4 separate regions of the Mus musculus genome follow, and all the other regions are linked to region 1. Evidence: chromatin contacts called from public promoter capture Hi-C data. All regions are on one chromosome and are shown on one strand. Each heading gives the region's core, a stretch centred on a gene start, on an enhancer-like site or on the middle of the called end of the contact. The rest is flanking DNA. Distances are from core to core; before and after follow the strand shown.

Region 1 (3,442 bases), core at 489-2,988:
AGGTGGAGAGACGATGCAGGACTAGGGTCCAGGCCCCAGGGATTCCTGGAAGACTCATTTTTCCTTTGGCAAATACCCCCACTTCTTTCACAGGGCTTGTGCCTTCATTTCTGAACCAGAAGGTGTTTACACAAAACATCCTGGGTTTGGCGACAAATTCACCCTCTATGAGGAATCCTTAATGAAGCTTCCTCCATCCCCACACCACGCAGCTGCAGAGAAAACTGTCTGTCTCTAGTAATTGAAGGTAGCCCAAAGCCAGACAAGAAAGAGGTGTTTCCAGGCTTCGTGAGGCACAGTTTGTCAATGTCCATAGATAGTTGTGAAAAAGAGACCAGCACCCTCCACCCCGGGGAATTTGTGACTGATTAGCCCTTCTCTCAGCCTCAGCCTGCAGCTATAAAACTAAACAGGCATAATCCTGTGAGAAAAAAAAAGTGTCCGTGAAATTCAAGTGAGGCAAAGAATATGAATGGGCTAAGTTTCCCAGAGTCCAAAAAAGGAGACTAAAAAGTGAACCTCAGAGTTAGGCCTTAGGGGAGGTGGCTCCGTGAATGAAGAGTGTTCACTTTGCAAGAATAAGGATCTGAGTTTGAATCTCAAGCGCCTACAGAAAAACCCAGACATGGCTGTGTGAGCAGCAACAAACAGCGACAGGCAGATCCAGAGAGCTCAATGTCTAGCAAGCCTAGCCCAAAAGTGAGCTTCTGTTTCAAGGAGAGGCTCTATTTCAAGACAATAAGGTGAGAATATCAGGGAGAGACAGACACCTGACACCCTAATCTGTCTGGCCTCTGCTTGTGTCTGCAGGAGCACAGAGCACCCTTACACGCATGCAACACACACACACACACACACACACACACACACACACACCACACAAGAAAATAGATGAGATATAGCTCAGTGGTAGAGCGTGGTGTTTGAGAGGCACTGGGGTAATTCCAGTTTCGCACACGGAAAAACAAAAGAGGATTGGTGAGGCAGAAACTCCCAGGCCCAGCGTCTGAGCCTCCAGCTTTGCAACATTGGGGGACCCCTCCGGTTCTGTCAGGCAGTCACCACACACACACACACACACACACACACACACACACACACGCCTCCTCTGGGAAGTCCTGGATCCTAATTCACTCTTACGCTCTTACTGACACTCCACTGCTCCCCTGGACAGTTTCCAGCTCCTTCTGTGAATCTCGGCTTGCTACTGTGGACATTAGATTCAACAAATGCTGCAGCCAGATGCAATTTAAAATAATTACTGCTTCCTTTCCATCTTCCGGGGAGAAAGAGAGAGAGTGAGGGGAATTTCTATCACCCATTATTTACAAACTGGAAGCTGAAAACGTCGTGGATTAAAATATGAGTCTGTCTGCCACACTCAGTTTCTGGGCGTCGTTAAACCGGGACTTTATGATCTCTGTGTCTCCAAATCCCTTATCACTACCTTCCATAATGTGTAATTATTTTGCCTTCAGTGTTCGTTGTTTTCCAATGGGACGACGTTCCTAGAGTCGGGATGTTTTATTTGCAGCCGCGTTCCTGACACCCAATCTGGTATGTAGTGGATGCCCAGGAACCCTTTGAAGGGAGGGAAATGGACAGTGCGTTGTGTTGCTCCTTCAGAGCCTGTAGGGGGCGCACCTGCCCCGCTCCCAAAGCCTACCCCGCCCCTCTGGAGCCCCGCTGCGGCGCTTGCTCTTTTCACTGCGCAGGCGTGCCGGAAGTCCCAGAACAGCGCGTGCGCGGAAGGAGCCAAGGTGAAGTTGTAGCAGTGTGTCAGAAGAGGTGCGTGGCACCATGCTGTCCCCCGAGGCGGAGCGGGTGCTGCGGTACCTGGTCGAAGTAGAGGAGTTGGCCGAGGCCGTGCTGTCGGACAAGCGGCAGGTGAGAGACGTGGCGGCTGCGAGCGCGTAAGTGCGCGGGGTGGCAGGGAGCTCACCCGGTCTTCCGGCGTCACTGGTCCCAGCGGCCTGGCGCGGAGCGAGCACTGGTTCTGTGCTGGATAGTCGCCTTCCTTTCACCCTGCCCGGTCATTGCTGGTCTCCTGGATTCTCACTGTCTGCGGGAGGCTCCCCTGACACCACTTTCCAAACGCAGTCCCTGGCCCATCGTGAATCAGGTTACTGAGACATGGGCGGCATGTGTCTGGGCAATGCGCTGGGGTGTGTGGGTGTGATGTGTGGGTGTGTGGGTGTCGGGCGCGGGGGTGAGGGGTTGAGGGCCTCGTAGATCCGAAAGGGGTGCTTGGTTCTGTTTCTGTGGTAAGTGGTTAGTCCCTAAAGGGAGTTCGTGCTGGGGATCGGTTGCTTTAGACTCTAAACTTTAGAGGGCTTACTGTGTTGTCTAGGTTAGCCTTGAACAATCCGTGGTCTATCCTTGTCAGTCTCCTGAGTTCTGGGATTATAGGCGTGCATTTGGATGTTAAATGCCTCTCTCTGGCTGCTTCCTAGAGAGCGGGGAACCATTCAGGTGATCCCGATGGTCTAGAGTTAGACCAGATGGTAGTGATGGGGCGAGACATATACTTGATATATTTGATGGTCTTCAAACGCTGTCATAATGGCCATAATGGTTCTTTGTGGTCTATATTTGAGAAGGCTTGGTGGTTCACTAGCTGCGGCCCCAGATGTCACCTCTTGAGTAGTTAGCTGTCATAGTGGTACCATGCCACAGCTGTTCCAGTCCAGTATGGTTGAGTGTCTGGTGAGACTGTCAGAGTTACCTAACAAGAGTGTGTCAGTAGTCACTGTCTAGAGAAGACACTCAGCTCACTCCCTGGTGACTCTGGTACACTCTCAAGGTTGACTGGATGACACAAAATGATTCAATCTGCAGGCATTTTCCTAGCACCTTCTCTGGAGGAAGGAGGTTTGTGTCGAAGCAGAGGAGCTGGAAGCTGAGTGGGTAAAGAAGCACCTTCCCACCTGAGTCCTCCATGTTAGGCAAGACCTTGGAACTTAGCCAGAAATGATACCTTGTCTCTTCAGATTGGGGCTGGAGGCAGCTGAGTCCCCATCTGCTCCTGTTTTCAGATTGTAGACCTGGACACCAAGAGGAATCAGAACCGAGAGGGCCTGAGGGCCCTACAGAAGGACCTGAGTGTCTCTGGTAAGTTGCGACATCCTTACTGAAGCCCTGGAAGCCGGTTCAGTTGTCTTCTGAAGGACTTCATTATCCCTGGTAAAAACCAGGCAGGAGGCTGGGACTGTGTGACTCACCCTCGTGGGAAACTTAGACAGCTTGAGGAGAAGAGCGAGCGAGCGAGCGTTGCAGGTCAGACATATGCTGTGACTCAGAATTTTAGATGCTCACTTCAGTGACAGGCCATTAGCTCCTCACTCACTGATGGCAGATGCAGAGAGTGCTCACCGCACATAAAAGCAATAGTTCTGCCCTTATGTTCCACACGAGGAAAGCAGCACAAACACATAACTGAAAA
Region 2 (3,442 bases), core at 519-3,018, 630 kb before region 1:
TATCCCACCTTGAAGATGGGGGGGTTGAAGACCCCACAAGCTGGCTTCCTCCCTAATCTTAGTGAACTGTTTCTATTGCACATGGCCTTCTATAGCAACTAAAGCACATGGATAGAACTGTAATTGCTTTTGCAATAGTAGGACTTAAGCACAAATCCAAGACAGTGCTTGCCCGAGATGGGCAGTCTGCTTCCAACCATGTGCCGGGAGGTAATGAGGCCAACCACACAATAAAGATGGTGCTTGGTGTATTACCAACCTTACGGAAGTTTACCTTGAAGCTGGGAGGTGTAATGCAGTGGTGGTGGGTAGCTTACCTGAAAGAAGGCCCTGGATTTGGTCCCAAGGCACTATGGATGGGGGAGGGGAGATCCCGCGTCTGGAAAGGTATATACCTGAGGTTTCCAAGGTCTGGCACAAGCCTCAGCGGGCCTGGTGGACAGAGGAAGGTCGGTGAGTGTCACCAGCCCAAAGCCCACAACATCCACAAGTCCGGAAGCACTCTACTGAGGCCTTAATTCATTTTAATTCATATGCTTCCGAGTGCAAAGCAGAAATCACAGGGAATCACAGGCAGAGGCATGGAGATCACAGGACTGCCGCTGCCACAGGTGAGACTGGAGCAAGAAACTCTTCCCCTCCGTGCAGTCCAACCTTGGGAACGCAGTAAGTAGGTCTCCGCTTTGATTGCAACCTCTAGCCTGGACGGATTCCACAGGTATCCCTAAGCAATCCCTGAAGCACGGACGATTAACCGCTAGGAAGTGGAGGCAGAGGGTCATTTTATAATTAAGGACTCAGTGTATGGACTAGGTAGTGGGGCCACCTCACCCCGGAAGAAGGCTAAGAATGGAAAGTGAGCCCCTAGGGCAGCCGGCAAGGTGAGGAACCGCCCCCCGCTGGCTCCTCCCCGGCCAGGTGTGCTCAGCCAGCCCCTCCCAGCAGCCGGCAACGCTGCAGCACAAGAGGCTCCGCTCCGGAGGACCCCGGGGACAACGCCCATCTAGCATCCCCACTTGCCGGTACCCAGAGCGCCATCCCAACCTGGGAGTGCGAGGTTCCAAGTCAGAACGGATCCACAACCACTACTACATTGACAAAACAACTTCTGCCTCTACATCCCAGCCTTTCCTCCCCGAGGAGGCTCTGGGTAAGAACTGGGCTAGGTAAGGACTTTGGGTCCCGGGGACAGCCACCGCTCGGGCCCCACTCCGCTCCCAAGTGTTCTCAACTCTACACTCCAGAAAAGTTGCTGCAGGTCTCCTTCCCTCAACTCTTCAGAGTGGCGGAGTGCAGCGGGGACTTCGCTTCCTCTGTCCCCGTGCCCAGTCCCGTGTCCCCGTCCCGCTAAGCGCCACGCGCCCCGTTCTCCCCAACCCCGGCAAACATCCAGGCGCCACCAGGGGACCTGTCGTCCCGGAACCCACACAGCCCCAACCACCAGGTCCCAGCCCACGAGGGGCGCGTGGCGCTCACCTGTCGTGAGGCTGGCTGTAGCGCGGCGCCGCGATCGCGCCGCGGGTCCTGGCCGGCGGGCGGCGCGGAGTGTCGGGTTCGCGAATCTCCGGCGCCGATCGCTGCGCTACGTTTACTTGGGCCGCTTAACCCCGGCGCTGCCGGACTGGAGCGCCCGTGCGCTCGCCCGCGCGCCAGTGGGCCACCCGGGCTAGTCCGCGGCGCTCAGGCGAGAGCGTCCACGCGGGCTGCGGCTGCGAGACGAGGGGCGGCGACGAGGACGCTACGGGCCGGGCGCGCACGGGAGTGGGTGGGGAGGGGGCGGCGCCGCTGCCCTTGTAGCCCGGGCCCGGCCCTGGCCCCGCCCCCGCCCGGGGGGCGCCCCCGCCGCAGCCACTCACCGGCCGGCCGGGCCTAGGGGACGGGCGAGGGAGATTTGAAATCCCTCCCGAGCTTCCTCGCCCTGCCTCCTCGGGAGCCTCCCCTGGGCCCCCTATGCCTTGCGGGTCACCCTCCTAGATGACCAGAGCCCACGGATAGCTCCCAGCCCTCTCCACCTGAGACACCCCCTTTCCTGTCCCCCAATCCAGATCAGATGCACACACGCACATACAAGCACATTCACAGGTCTGGATGAGCGGCCCAGAGAGGGAAGAGCTCCTGCTGGAGTCACACAGCAACCCTGCATTGGCTTTTCGACCATCCCTCCGCTGCAAAGCTGTCCAGGGCGCTGTAGTGGCCCTATGGGTCACCCGCTGGGGACCCCCGTTCTGCTTCCTGCTTTCACCTAGCTTGGCCTTTGTCAGCCATCTTGAGGGGAGAGGAGGCCTTGGAGGAAGAAAAAGCATACATGTTCCCCCAACTACCTGGGTTCCTCGTGCCAGCTGGGGAGGAGCCCTACCCTGCAGCTTAGGGCTGCCTCGGCCAAAAGGCCCACGCTGAACCACTGGAGAAACACAAATACTTATGATAGGCACCTGGCGTTCATGTTTATTTGTTTTCCTGCTTGTCTGTCTCCATACATTAGATGGTGATCACTAAAGTAGACACTAAATAAATATATGTTAAAGGGATAAACAAATCGAATGATTGCAAAGGCTCGGCTCGATACAAGGCCTAGCACGTGCAGGCTCAGCTTTCACGGATCTTTTATTTTGTTGGCTCCCTGACTTCACTCCAACCTCTTCTGCTTTGCTGCTCCTCCTACACACCAAGCATTGTCCTTCTAAGGAAAGCTTTGGCCTCTTTCCTCCTTTCAGACTTTGTTTCCCCAGATCTGTCACAAGAAGAGGCTTTCTTATCACCAAACAGAACAGTCTTCAAATCCTATAACACTGAAACCCATCTGAGATTGTTTTGTATAGTCTTGTCTGCATCTCCTAGCGGGGCAGAGGTGGCTTCCATCTTCCATCTAGATGGAAACTGGAAGCCACATCTCTCTAGGAGCACAGGTCCACAGGGAGGCTAGCATCAAAAGGAATTAACTCAATACAAGTTGGTTGAATGAATGAATGAATGAATCTCCACAGGTCTCTTGCCTCTGGGGTTCTAACTCCTGTTAAACACAGCTTTCCTCCTGCCCTTCTTCCTGGTTAGTGAGTAAATGGGCAAATGGCGACTATTTGGGGAACTTCAAGTCTTAACACTTCCTGGGCCCTTTTCTACTTAAAAAAGAGTAGACTGGTCAAAAGACAAAAGGAGAGAAAGCCCAGCCCGGCCTGGACCTGGCCCCCTAGGGAAGAGGAACCGCAGGAATGTCTTGACTGCCAGGGCTCTGAAGTGTGTCCGGAAGTTGGTGCAAAAGAGGATGCCTTAAAAGAGTCTGGATGAGCAGGTGGTCTTGGTCTGTCGCTTGGGAATGACTCTAACTGTCAAGAGAATCAAAGCATGGTGGATCCTACCTAGAATCCCAGCACTTGGGAGTTTAAGGAATTTAAGGCCAACCTCAGTGACAGAGCAAGTTCCACACCAGACTGGACTGTGGCTG
Region 3 (3,442 bases), core at 413-2,912, 590 kb before region 1:
TAGGCTAGCCTAAAAATTCTTAGAAATTCACCTACCTCTACCTCCCAAGTGCTGGGATTAAAATTGTATACCACCACCTCCCAGCCAAATGAGTTTATTTCATTTTATTATTGTATGTGCATTAGTGTTTTGCCTTCATGTGTGTCTGTGTGAGGGTGTCAAATCCCCTGAAACTGGAGTTATAGACAGCTGTGTGCTGCCATGTGGATGCTGGGAATTGAACCCGGGTCCTCTGATAGAGCAGTCTTTGCACTTAACCGTGAGCCATCTCTCCATTCAGCCCCTCAAACAATTTTTAAAATGATTTTTAAAATACGCATATGTGTGTACCTGGGGTTGTACACCTGTGTGGAGGCTTTAGGTCCTGGAACTGGAGTTACAGGAGGTTGTGAGCCCCTGAGATGGGTGCAAGAATGAGTGAGCCCAGATGTCTGGAGGCAGACTTCATGTACTGCTCCCAAGCCACCTCTCCAGCCCCAGCTAAGTAAGAGCTTCCATAGGCATTAGCTCTGTTCCTCCTCCCAAGAGCTACAAACCATAGGAATTACTAATGTTCTGATATACACTTGAGGACACAGAAGCCCAGAAGGGCTAAGCATCTTGCCCAAGGTCAGGAAACTACTTACAGAAGGTACTCACACGGAGGTGGGCTGGCCCCACTGCCCACCTAATCTCTACGTGTGAGACTACGAAGGTCCAGGATAACTCTTTGGTTGCTCAGCAACGTGGCCATTCTCTGAGACTCAGAACGTGGCCAGCGTTTCAATTCTGGGCCCTCGGCAAAATGTGTTTGGTCGGGTTCTTTGGGGCTTCATTAGATGAAGTCTGCTGGTCTCTTCCTGGGAAGATGCAGCTGTAGGGAAGGGTGGCTTTGAGTCAGAAAGAGGGAGGCCGGCCTGTTTCTGCTCTCCTGCCCTCCGACCTGTCCAAGGGCTTCTCGGTATTCTCAGCAGCTCCACAACAGCTTCATTCGTCAGGGAAGCTCTAGCCACTTCTGTCCTCACCCAGCATGGACGTGTGCAGTCAGTTTCATCTGCTTGGAGCCACGCCCACCAGATCCACGCCCAACCCCTCTGGCTTGCCAAACAGAAGCTTGGCAGCCTCTAGGGACAGCAAGTGGATGGCATGGTGGTACTCTCCCATTCTTGCCTAAGCTCTTGGAATGAAATCCAAGGTGACCCTGGCTGCTTGTCTAGCACATTCCACTGCCTCTTCCCCTCCCCCTCTTCCCCCTCCCCCGGCCCCTCTTCAGGGTTTCTCCAAGTAGCCCTGGCTGTCTTGTAGACCAGGCTGGCCTTGAACTCAGAGATCCACCTCTCTCTGCCTCCCAAGTGCTAGGACTAAGGGTGCACACCCCACCCCCTAGCCTGTTTCTTTTTCTGTCTCTTTCCTCCCTCCCTCCCACTCCTTTTTTTCTTTATTTACTTGCTTCTTTCCTTTTAACTAATTTTTTTTTCACAGTCCATAAAGTCCTTTTCTGTCCTGTTCCTTACCCACTCCCTAAGGCCTCAAGCCTGGCAAGGGGCCATCCAGGCACAAGACAAACCTCTGGCTCCTAGAGTACAAGTGAACCTCCTGGTGCTCACAGAACTGACACGCTGTTCTGGTCAGAGCCTCTGACAGCCAGCAGGGGGCTGGCTCCATAGGCTGGGCTGCTTGGCTGTCCTTTTTCCTCTGGGAGCTGCCTCTGGGCTTGGCTCCACTGGCCTGGGCCTGCTGGTTGCCCTGTCCCTGGTTTGGCACCAGCAGCCAGCCTCCAGTTCCCGCAGCTCAGGGAAAGCATTCCTCATTGGGTACAGGCCTCTCACTAGCACCTCTAACCTTCCTTTCCCCCTGCCCAGCTTTATGGCTTCAGTGTTGTGCAGGCACCATTCAGTTTTCCTGCATGGGTGAATAGCCTTTGGCTCTGCACCTCCCTTTAGGGATGCCGTGCTCCTCTGGCCCAACTCCAGCCCCTACACCAAGGAACTGGCATTTCTGTCTGTGTCCTGGCAAAGATGGAAGGAAGGATCCTGGGTCTGGCCCTGTGCAGGCTCACACTGCTCTCGCTTTCCCCATCACGGAAGGACTCCACAGGGTGACAAAAGCGTATCCTGGCAGTCCTTTTTCTTCTTTCCTTTTGGTGTTCTGATTTCATGTAGCCTAGACTAACTCCAAACTCACTACATAGCTGAGGGTGACCTTGAACTTCTGGTCCTCTTGCCTCCAGTTCTCAAGTCCTGAGATTATAGGATTATAGATGTGAGATACCAAGTCCCGCTCTTGTTCTTTTTTTTTTTTTTTTTTTTGGTTTTTCAAGACAGGGTTTCTCTGTATAGTCTTGGCTGTCCTGGAACTCACTTTGTAGACCAGCCTGTCTCTGCCTCCCGAGTGCTGGGCTTAAAGGCGTGTGCCACCACCACCCGGCTTGTTCTTTCTTTTTATCCTGAAATAATACACTCTCCTCTTACTCCCATCACTGGATGGCTGGGGTCACAGGGGTGTGTCCCATGCCTACCTCAAATGTTTCTCAGCCTGGACTAAGGATCTGGATCTCTGCTTGAGAGTGTGCCCTGCTTCTCCAGAGGACGCCTTTGATCGCCGTCACCCACGTGAGGAGGCTCACACTACCTTTAATTCCAGTTTCAGGGAGCTGACATCTCGGGTCCCCATGGGCATCTTCACTAACATCCATACACACTGATGTATAATCAAAAATAGTACAATTTTGTTTTGTTTTTGGAAACAGGGTTTCTCTGTATAGCCCTGACTGTCCTAGAACTTGCTCTGTAGACCAGACTGGCCTCAAACTCAGAAATCCACCTGCCTCTGCCTCCTGAGTGCTGGGATTGAAGATGTGCGCCACCACGCCCCGCCACATTTTTTTTTTTAAGTTTCTTGATCTGGAGAGATGGTCCAGCCCTTAAGAGTATTTGCTGCTCCTCCAGACAACCCTGGTTTGATTCCCAGCATCAGGAGGCTCACAACTGCCTGCAGTTCCAGTGCTCCCATGCACATGATGCATATAAACTCATTCCGGCAGACGTATATCATGCATACAAGTGAAAATAATTTTTAAAAAAATTTTTTGAGTCAGGGTTTCTCTGTGTAGCCCTGGCTAGCCTTGAATTTGCTACAGACCAGACTGATCCCAAACCTCACAGAGAGCCATCTGCCTCCACCTCCCAAATGATGAGTTAAAGATGTGCCCAGTCGCCGGGCAGTGGTGGTGCATGCCTTTAGTCCCAGCACTCAGGAGGCAGAAGCAGGAGGATTTCTGAGTTTGAGGCCATCCTGGTCTACAGAGTGAGTTCCAGGACAGCCAGGGCTACACAGAGAAACCCTGTCTCAAAAATCCAAAAAGAAAGAAAGAAAGAAAGAAAGAGAGAGAGAGAGAGAGAGAGAGAAGAAATTAAAATTTTCAGGGGCTGGAGAGATGGCTCAGAGGTTAAGAGCACTGACT
Region 4 (3,442 bases), core at 324-2,823, 510 kb before region 1:
GCCGGGAAATTCAGGGATGAGTCAGATATGGGCCCTGAGCATCTGGAGACTCTGGCTGGAGGGGTGTGGGGAGCGAGCTGTAGCTCCCACCTGAGAGGGGAGGCATATGTGTGAAATGGTAGCGGGTGTCAGGCAGAACTGAGCCGAAACTCACACCCCATCTCCCTCTTTCTCATGACCTTGAGTAGATCAGGCCACCTCTCGAATCCCGAGGCCCCCTTCTCTAAGATGGGGATGGCTTCACAGCTGCCAGGGCCTGGCACACAATTGTCTCAATGACTCGGGTATGGGCACCTTGGAGTTCTTAGGCAGAAAATGATCCTGTTCTGGGACTCAACTCTTGAGTGATAATGTGTCTGTAAGAGTGGCCTGATGACATGGGGGTGGCCGCCAGGGGACAGCAGAAAGGATAATGCAGTAATTTCTTATGCCCTGATAAGAAAGGAAGGCAGAAATCTTCGAGGATTGACTTGAACCTTTATTTATGCTTATAATTCATAGGGGAGGAGGAAGTTCTACACTGGTCAGATCTGCTCAGGTGGGAGGGGGTGTGAGATCACTAAGTTTATTCTCCAAGGGATTCTAGGCCAAGGTGCATCCGGGAAGGTCAGGCTTCTCAGAATGGGTTTGTGGGTGTGTTCAAGGTCTTCAGAGGCTCAGTGAGGTTGGCACCAGGAAGGCCACCGGACAAGGTGACTTCTATAGGGCCTGGGGCTACCCACCCCCACCTACACTAAGGCAAGGCCGGCCAATCTTGGGGGAATTCAGATGAGGTGGAAGGAGAGAAAGTTTGGGGGTCCAAAGGGTGGTGGCTTGGGGTCCCCCCCCCGGGGGAACATTCCTATTCTGGCACCCATACTGACACCAGAGCGGTCAGGCCAATTGCAGGAGTGAGGAGAGGAGCCTGTCCCACACCGCCAGGGTTGGGCTACCTCGGCTAAGACGACCCAATCGGGGAGGCTGGGGACGCCAGTGTCTGGGCTATGATCTGTGCCCTACTGCCTGCGGGACAGTCAGCCCGTCCCGACAGAGTGCGGCCTTCCAGGCTGTGGGCCGAACCAGCCGGATGGAACACGATCCCTAGCTGGGTACCGCGCGCCTGCCGCTGCTGCCCTCCCGGCCGCTGCGGGTGCAGCAGCCCCCGCGCCCCCAGGGGCCGGGCCGGGCGGGGCTGGGCGCGCGGGCGCGGGAGGGAGGGGGGCGGGCGGCGGCGCAGCCTGCGCCGCTCTAACAGGTGGGATCCCGCGGCGTGGTGGAGGCGGGCGCGGGAGGAGGAGGAGGAGGAGGAGGAAGAGCAGCAGCAGCGGGAGCCCCAGCCGGAGCCAGAGCAGGAGCAGGATGAGCCGCGCAAGCTGACAGCCACCGCTGCCGCCCGCGCCCAGGCTCGGTCTCGCTCCCCGTGCCCGGGGCCGCTCCCCGCCTCCCGCCTCCCCTGGCCGCCCGCGGGGCGGCCCGCCCCCTCTGCACCTCCGGGCCCGGAGCTGCCTCCATCTCTCCTGCATCCCGGCCGGGGGGAGGAGGAGGCGGAGCAGGAGGCGAGTCGGAGCCGCCGCCGCCAACGCCGCCGCCGCCGCCGCCGCCGCCCGAGCAGGACAGAGCGCGCCGCAGCCCCGCGCGTCCGGCCGCCGCCCGCGCCCATCCAGCAGCCGCGCCAGAGCCACACCGCGGGACAGCCCGGGCCGCGGCGCGCCCCTGCCCAGCCCGGCCCAGCCCAGCCCAGTTCCAGCACCGGGCGGCCCGGTGGCCGGCCCGCCCCCGAGGGCGCCGGGCGCGGCGGGAGGATGCCGAAGCCGACGCTGCTGCTGCGCGGGGGCTGGGAGCGCGAGCGCAGCCCCGGGGACTCGGAGCTGGGCCGCCAGTTCCGGGACTGGTGCCTGCGCACCTACGGCGACTCGGCTAAAACCAAGACAGTGACACGCAGCAAATACCAGCGGATCGCCGAGGTCCTGCAGGGTGGCGGCGGGACCGGCGCGGGCAGCGGCCCGGCGGCGGGCGAGAAAGGCAAGTTCCAGTTCTGGGTGCGCTCCAAGGGCTTCCGCCTGGGCAGCGGCCGGGAACCCAAGATGGGCCAAGTGGTGTATGTGCCGGTCAAGACGGGCTCGGTGAGTGCGCGCGCGGCGGCCGCGGGCTAGTCCCGTGGCCGGGATTGGGGAGGGCGGGGGCGGGGTGGGGGTGTGGATGTGTGTCCGAATGGTGTGTTTCTGGGGTTGTCCGTGTGTCTAGCCCACCCGGGGCGTGCGTGTCCCTGCTCACTAGCCCTCCCTGGCCCGCCCGGGCAGCGCTCGGGGTTTGGGGCGTCCCTGCCCCCTCTGCGCCGCTGATCGGGCCATGGCCGTGACGGGCGGGCTGTCCCGGGCTGCTCACCCCAGCGTGTTCTGTCCTCTCGTCCCCTCCCCTCCCCCTTTCCCCCCAGCCAGCAGGCGGCTGCTACGGAGCTCCAGCCTCCCCCCCTCCCGCCCGGAGGCCGCCTGTCCCGGGCGCCTCGCGCTCCCGCCCCCGGGCCGGCTGGGCGGTGTGTGTGTGCGTGTGTGTGTGTGTGTGTGTGTGCGCGCGCGCGTGTATCTATGTGTGTGTGTGTAGGGTGGTGCTGCGGGGGTGGGGAGGCAGGGGCAGCGGCGGGACGGGGAGTCCACTGGGCCTCCCCGCACTAGGGGAGGGGGCTAGCCCTGGCACTGTCGCCCCGACCCCACCCGGCACTGGCCCGGGGAGGGGCAGCCAGAGCCGCAGCCTGGCGCAGGAGCAGCCTCCCAAGGGTGGGTGGGGCGTCCCCGCCGCCCCCCGGGCCCCGCGCTCCCCCCACCCTGGGACGGGGGCGGCATGACCTATTCATCCCCTCCCCTCCCCCGTCTCTCAGGCTGGCCCGGTTGGCGCTGGGGAGGGGGGCGGGTAACCGCAGCCCCGGGAAAGGAGGCTGGTGGCCAGTGGCCGGGCGGGGGCATCCCCTTCGGTTCGGGGCGCCCCGAGAGGGCGTGAGGCTTGGGCCCCGCGGCTCCCCCCTCCGGGACCTCATTGTTCTGCAGAGGGTGGGGGCTGGGGGGGGGCGGCTGCTCTCGGGGCGCTGCTGAGCTTTGAACTTTCCGTTGCCCAGACCTTCGGGTAGTGTGTTCGGTCCCCGGCCCGGTCGGGCCAGCCTAGCTCTCCTCCCCGCCGCCCCTCCCTGGCCTCGCCCGGCCGGAGCACTAGAGCCCGGCCGCCCCGCGCCGGCCTCCCTCCTCCCTGTTCCCCCGCTCCCCCCTCCGCGCTCCTCCCCCGTCCGGCGCGCCCGCCCCGCGCTCAGCCCTGTCCCCGGCCGGAGCGGGCTCTTCACACACAATTGATTCGGTCGTTACGAAAAGTGCACTTGTCCCCTCCCCCTCCGGCGGCCGCCCGGGCCGGGCCCGCGGGGTGAGGGGACCGCGAGGGAGGGAGGCAGGAGGCAGAGTGGAGCCCGAGGCGCCTCCCC

The links. Promoter capture Hi-C pulls out the DNA fragments that hold promoters and counts their contacts.
Region 2: a contact with region 1 is called in a promoter capture Hi-C map of pre-B cells, with 3 times the contacts expected there. The contact joins the promoter of Dnmt3b here to the promoter of Pdrg1 in region 1. A contact is called at or near these places in 9 of 39 promoter capture datasets (the 3T3-L1 cell line, the HPC-7 cell line, hematopoietic stem and progenitor cells and 4 more), 2 of 115 datasets of contacts at active chromatin or transcription factors (large pre-B cells and memory CD8 T cells) and 1 of 9 other capture datasets (liver).
Region 3: a contact with region 1 is called in a promoter capture Hi-C map of the 3T3-L1 cell line, with 4 times the contacts expected there. The contact joins the enhancer-like site here to the promoter of Pdrg1 in region 1. A contact is called at or near these places in 6 of 39 promoter capture datasets (the 3T3-L1 cell line, the C10 cell line, the HPC-7 cell line and 3 more), 1 of 484 Hi-C or Micro-C datasets (the N1E-115 cell line), 1 of 115 datasets of contacts at active chromatin or transcription factors (large pre-B cells) and 1 of 9 other capture datasets (adipose tissue).
Region 4: a contact with region 1 is called in a promoter capture Hi-C map of neutrophils, with 3 times the contacts expected there. The contact joins the promoter of Nol4l here to the promoter of Pdrg1 in region 1. A contact is called at or near these places in 11 of 39 promoter capture datasets (the 3T3-L1 cell line, the C10 cell line, the HPC-7 cell line and 7 more) and 1 of 9 other capture datasets (adipose tissue).

What each region holds. Positions count from the first base shown.
Region 1 is chr2:153,013,679-153,017,120 of GRCm38.p6, reverse strand. It overlaps Pdrg1 (p53 and DNA damage regulated 1), which reads left to right and starts at 1,738. Exons shown (of 5, transcript NM_178939.2): 1 at 1,738-1,887; 2 at 3,036-3,111. The coding sequence starts at 1,801.
Region 2 is chr2:153,647,775-153,651,216 of GRCm38.p6, reverse strand. It overlaps Dnmt3b (DNA methyltransferase 3B), which reads right to left and starts at 1,768. Exons shown (of 23, transcript NM_001271744.1): 1 at 1,477-1,768.
Region 3 is chr2:153,598,736-153,602,177 of GRCm38.p6, reverse strand. No RefSeq gene overlaps it. Among named protein-coding and RNA genes, the nearest start is that of Commd7, 32 kb to the left of the region's middle. Within about 2 kb of position 1,662, at least 83 of the 459 cell types and tissues checked have an H3K27ac peak or open chromatin away from gene starts, as enhancers often do. A contact at or near this core is called in the N1E-115 cell line, where this site is marked.
Region 4 is chr2:153,528,102-153,531,543 of GRCm38.p6, reverse strand. Nol4l (nucleolar protein 4-like) reads left to right here and starts at 1,573. Exons shown (of 11, transcript NM_001134300.2): 1 at 1,573-2,102. The coding sequence starts at 1,782.